2 separate regions of the Anser cygnoides genome follow, and region 1 is linked to region 2. Evidence: chromatin contacts called from public Hi-C data. All regions are on one chromosome and are shown on one strand. The core of a region is the stretch at or near the end of the contact, and the rest is flanking DNA. Distances in the headings are between cores, read along the strand shown. Region 1 overlaps PSME4 (proteasome activator subunit 4). Region 2 overlaps SPTBN1 (spectrin beta, non-erythrocytic 1).

Region 1 (3,135 bases), core at 536-3,035, 200 kb after region 2:
GTGCAGAAGCATTTGTCCGGATTGTTCAATAGCATTGCTTCTTTTTACCATCCTTCAAATAATGGGCGCTGGCTGGTGAGTTTTTTGCATGTCAAGACAGTAACTTTGCCTTTAATATCAGCAAAATTGTCAAATGAGATGTGTTGACAGAGGCATTATGTTTTCTAATAGCCAGCTTGTATGTTGGTTGCATAATAGTTTGAGGCTTAAATTTTCAAGTAGTCGTCATACTGTGTTGCAGTTTACTTCTATTCTGATATCAGGACCACAGCTAATGGGAATCTCTTTTAAACATCTAATCTCTAAGTGGTTTAGAAATCCGAAACTAGGTGTCTAATTCACATATCACTAAGAAAAGTGAACATGATATACAGCATCAGTGTTACTTGCGTAACGTAGGTAGAACTGAATACCCTTTCATATTCTTGTTCTGTGATTTCCAAGCTACTAAAATCTGTTTTTGATTAACCAAAAGGATTTTTATTGCATATCTAGTCTGATGAAGCCTGCCCTTTGCTGGTGTAGTCTTCTGCTAGAGAATGTAAGAATATTCCCGTGATAGCTGGTAGAAAATATAGATTAAAATGACTGGACTTGTCTAAGCAGTGTCAAAGGAGCTGTCTTGTCCTAGAGTAGGATATTCACTTACATGTGAATGACCAGAGAATGCTCTCAGATGCCCTAATTACTGGTAAATAATCTTGATTCTTGACTGTGTACTTTGAACATATTTCTCATAACTTTTTTTTAATAAAAGGCATAGTGTTCACAGAGTAATTTCTAATACTTTGGGAACTGAAGTTTAATGACTTTATGAACCTTGTATTTTAGAGCTCTTCTGAGTTTTCATGTATTGTAGCTGGGTAGCTTCAAAATACTGATTTGTTATTAATTGTGTGTTGAACAGTTAGCAGCTCGGGTTCTGCTACTGCCAAATGACTGAATAGCATTTCTCATATATTCAACAGAACAAACTGATGAAACTACTTCAAAGGTTACCCAGTGGTGTTGTCAGAAGGCTGCACCGTGAGCGCTACAAGAAAACGACCTGGTTAACTCCTGTGCCTGATAGTCATAAACTTACTGATCAGGATGTTACAGACTTTGTAGAATGCATTATTCAACCTGTTCTTCTAGCTATGTTTAGTAAAACTGGAAGTCTGGAGGCTGCTCAAGCTCTGCAGAACCTTGCACTGATGCGTCCTGAGTTAGTAATTCCACCTGTACTTGAGAAGTAAGTTCCCCCCTCCCTTCCTAACAACAAATACTCAAAGCACTCAGATGACAAGCAATTTTCTTGCTGCAAATGAATGCTTGCAGTGAGAGGAATTGCTAAAGTAAGGCTAATACGTACTACTGGGCAATCACCTGAGAGGGAGTGTGGGAAGACTATTTTTTCTGTTTTTGTTTATTTTTGAAACACCTGGCTAATGGTATAGTTCTGGGAGCTGTCAATAACTTGTGCAATATAGGGTAGCCCTCAGGTTGTTTGTGTTTTGGTTATCATTTTGTCACTTTGATAAGGGGTGGATTGGTTTAAAAAGCGACTTTGTACTGTTTATTCATGAGCCATGTTGTGCCTTCTCATCCGCTTTCTGTTTGGGCCAAATACAAATGGTGGTATTGCATGTTTGTGTAGTGAGTGTGCTTTGTACTTCTGTTCTGTGTCAGAGTATGCATGTTACAGATTGTTTAAAATTAATGTTGTTGCTTTTGACTTCATAAGCAAATCGCTGCAGTATGTGTCCATATAAAATACTTGGTTTATACTATTGCTAATTCCTTGGTGCCTGAAATTCCAAAAAACTAACTCCTTCCTGCCCCCAGTGCTTTCCCCCAGTGCTGCCCCCAGAAAGCTTTCTTCCTAGTCGCTGTCCATGTTCTGCTTCCTGAGCAGTCCTTTACAACTTGTGTTGTATAACCAGTGGAGAAATTAATTTGTCTTGAGAAAAACCCTTCCTGAGTTCCATACCTTACTGACTCAGCTGTTTATAACATCTTGATAAATCCGCTCTTGCATGAAAATATTTCAAGCATAACATTTCTAACAAGGACAGCAGTGGACGTCAGCATTAGGTATGACGACTGTTTCTGTTTTGAGAGCAGACTGAACTTCTGCTCAGTAGATAAAGCTATCACTGGTATGTTTGCCTTGGCTACAATTCCAAATTCATTTTGTTGAAGAGATGTAGGTCCTTTGTACTTGGATGTAGGGCAGGGGTAGCACTGACTCTTGTTTGGACTGTAGAAACTCTAGGAAGTGTTACACAGTTTGCTGAAAAGTACCTAGTGTGAAAAACAGAGGTTTAGAAATGCCAGTAACTTAACAGGTTTTAAAATAAAAAATGGACTTAGTAACATTAAGCAATGTATCTCTTCGCTGTTCAAAGGCAGTTGAGAAGTTTTCATGCTTGCCACAAGAACTTTACACTTGCAGATACATAGCTTGCATTAGTTCATGTAGGTGCTGCTAATAATATAATGATAAAAGAAATGCCTTTTTGTTGCTAATCCACCATAAGTTCGTCCGTAAAAGCTGAAACAAGCAGAAAGTCACGGCTTTGAATCTAGGAGCCCATGGAATTACTAATTTCCATGCCACAACTGCCAACAAATTACTTGATCCTGAATTTGTGAAAGCAGCACTTTCTAATAAAGCAATGTTAAGTTCATTGAAGAAAAGATTACCAAAAACAGTTCTGAACCATTGATAAGCTTTTTTTTTCTTGCAGAAATTTTGTACCCTTTCTGTAGAAAATAAAGATTCATTTTTCTTTGAAAGCTTCATAAACAGCATTGGTCCTAATACGATTGTTCTTGAACCTTGTAGAACATATCCTGCACTTGAGACATTGACAGAACCTCATCAGCTCACCGCTACTTTAAGCTGTGTAATTGGAGTAGCTCGTAGTCTGGTATCTGGGGGGAAGTGGTTTCGTGAAGGGCCAACACACATGCTACCTCTGCTGATGAGAGCATTGCCTGGGGTGGATCCAAATGACTTCAGCAAATGCATGGTGAGTGTACAGGTCTTACCTCCTCTTAGAATATAGTTAGCTAATTGGTTCACTCTGAAGGCTCTCATGAAAGCAAGTAAAACTCGTGTTGTTTTTTTTTTTAAAGATAAAATAGATG
Region 2 (2,724 bases), core at 97-2,596:
GGCAGAGAGAGAGAAGATTCAGTAGTGTGTGAGTAGCAATGGATTTGTGGAAAAACACGTGCCACAGCTTCCACGTTTCCCATGGTGAACGGCCTCCATAAGGACTGAGGGGACAGCCACAAAAACCACGTCCAGGCACAACCCGCACAGCAGCTGCTCCTGGAGGCTACCTGGGCACCTGCAGAAGGGGCAGTGGCCAGGATGTCACCTAGGGCACAATCGAGGAATTGTCTACAGGCACTGTCACTTGTCTAAAACAACTCCCTTGTGCTGGATGTGAAACCTCTCTGGTCATTAGGTGTGGCCAGGAGCACGAAATGCAACTCACGCCCTACAGGACAAGTGAAGCCTGCAGAGACAACAAAGGAAGGGGTGCAAATCACCTCTGAGAAAGCAAATGTGATCCCCACCATCACGGGTAAAACAGTTCCTGACACTCTTTCCTCCTCTGGGCTCCAAATCAGAGCCTCAATCAACCAGACTTTGGTCACTTAACCAAAGACCCACCACATACCGCAAGGTCTCCTCTGCGGCCCCAGCCCCTCAGTGCAGTGCGAGAGGAGAAATGCTACCCACAGCCCCACTTGGGGTGCTGACACCGCTGCCCCAAGGAATTTCCTTTATTTAAGCTACTTGCAACACTGAGCACTTAAAGGTAGGGTTAGCCCAAATTATCTAATTCCCCAGTGCTCAAGAATATTGTAGAGGTCACAAGTTCAGAACCAAACTGATGTCTGACGTTTCCAGACACCTCCCTATTTATTCAGAGCTGTACTGAATCGTCATTCCGTAACGACTATGACTCATGCAATCAAATTACAGTCACATCCGCAATTTCAGAGCAATCTTTTTCATTATATTGCCAGACAACCTGGAAAAGCTGAAAAGAGGAACACACCCTGAAAAAAAGGCAGTTGCACTACCAGAGTAAGTCTAGTTTCCCTGGAGATAACCAAGGAAAGATATTACACGAGATGCAGAATTAATAATTACCCAAAGCAAACTGTAGTCAGTTGACTGCAGATGAGACAGCCATGTTAACACTCTCCTGTTTTTCCTGGAACCAAATCATATTCAAAAAACTGGAAGCAGTGCCTGGGCAAAACAAACACTTGGCTTTTTTTTTTTTTGGTAAGGGGAAAGGAAGGACTGAAACCAGCGTATGGGGCCAGCGTGGAGAAGCTGAACCCCAAGAGGAGCAGTTATTTGAGAAGAACAAGGAAGCAGGCCTGAATCTGAGAGAGAAGATCTCCTGAGAGAGGACTGAGCCATTGTGTGGGTTCACTACCCTTGATGGGTCTCCCTTGGCTTAGATCATCAGAGAAGGGGGCTCTGCAGATTGACTGGCTTCCTGGAGAGTTTGCCAAGCCCTTGAGTTAAATGTAGGTATCTTTCCTACACCAGAGAGTTTTTATCAAGAAAAATCTGGGCAGACAGCATTTATTTTGTTCAGAAAGACTCAGTCTCTTTGCAACAAGGCTCTGTTTCGTTCAATCTTCACAGACGTACGGCCACCCCTGGCTTACGATTAGAGTCCTGTGGTAACACAGATAATCTCTGTACCTTGGCACCACACCTTATTCACTCTTTTGCATGTTTCTCTAGCTATTCTACCCGAAAACTCAGTTCTGATAAAACTAAACCAGACAGACAAGAAAATCCGAAACAAACAAAACCCAGCTGCCCAAGCCCACACCGAGCCTTGTGAACATTCGCCTTGCCACTGTGACAACACCCAAGGCAGAGACGCTTGCAGTCTCTGCAAGGAACTACAAACCGATTCCTGCACAATGCCATCTGGGATGATACTTCTGCTTGCTAAGGCAGAGAATACACAAAATTTGTAAATGAGAAATCATATTTGTGACCTTCCCCCCGAGCTCAGCAGAGTTTTACTGAAAGCCGTGCAGAACTGGATATTCTACCAAAGCACAGGTCACACACAACACTGACCCTGTCAAGTGCAAGCTTGTCCTGCCAGCATAGCTGGGCCTGTGCTGCCAGGAGTTCCAGCTCTTGTTTTTTATGAACAAACCCGACTTGACTGAACACGGCATTATCTACATTTCCAGTCATCTTGGGGAAAAGGCCGCTCGCTAATGCCAGACCTTTCACAAGGCCTCTGAGAAGCCATGAACACGGCCTCTGGACTCTGCCACAATTTCTGCATGCGTGCCAGTCTGACTGCGCCGCTCCCCTTGAAAACTGAAGGGCCTTTTTCTTTAAGCTTCTTTCTAAGGGAAACAGTGGGGCATTCAGCCCAGCTAGGGAGAGCGGTTAATATTAGTTTGGCTACAGTAGTTCTCTTCCAACAAAGGCGGCTCTCAGCCCGGGATACCCTCGTTCCAGCAGCAAGTGTACAAGGCCTTTGTGTTAACGTGGGCTCTCCCGGCCACCGTGACCTCAGGCTCCACATCAAAGTCACAAGCATGAGTGGTCACCGTCCTGCTTGTGTTCCTTCCTCTGAAAGGGATGGAAGGATTCTGCTGTGTGCATTTTTAAGAGCAGCCGGCGATTTTAGACTGTCCTTACATGCCCTCCTTAATTGCCTTCAGGCTGTCGTGGAGGACAGCAGGGCCAGGACTGCCTCAGGTGCGAATGCCAGCTCCAGTCTGGTCCCTGCATGACTGAAACGCGCTGGAAGGCACACCAGGAGCAAAACCCTCCTGCCCAGAGCCAGGCAGGGAGTGCAGGCCTGCTGGGACCACAGACCATGCTCTCTGC

What was found. Hi-C and Micro-C count contacts between places; a contact is called where the count stands out from the background.
Region 1: a Hi-C map of liver shows a contact between it and region 2, with 2.0 times the contacts expected there. The contact joins two enhancer-like sites. A contact is called at or near these places in 2 of 7 Hi-C or Micro-C datasets (both in liver).

What each region holds. Positions count from the first base shown.
Region 1 is chr3:9,933,501-9,936,635 of Taihu_goose_T2T_genome, forward strand. PSME4 (proteasome activator subunit 4) reads left to right here. Exons shown (of 48, transcript XM_066995422.1): 10 at 1-75; 11 at 969-1,234; 12 at 2,831-3,017. Among named protein-coding and RNA genes, the nearest start is that of PSME4, 36 kb to the left of the region's middle. Within about 2 kb of position 1,786, at least 2 of the 3 cell types and tissues checked have open chromatin away from gene starts, as enhancers often do. A contact at or near this core is called in liver, where this site is marked.
Region 2 is chr3:9,730,100-9,732,823 of Taihu_goose_T2T_genome, forward strand. All of the region lies in intron 2 of SPTBN1 (spectrin beta, non-erythrocytic 1), which reads right to left. Among named protein-coding and RNA genes, the nearest start is that of SPTBN1, 66 kb to the right of the region's middle. Within about 2 kb of position 1,347, at least 1 of the 3 cell types and tissues checked has open chromatin away from gene starts, as enhancers often do. A contact at or near this core is called in liver, where this site is marked.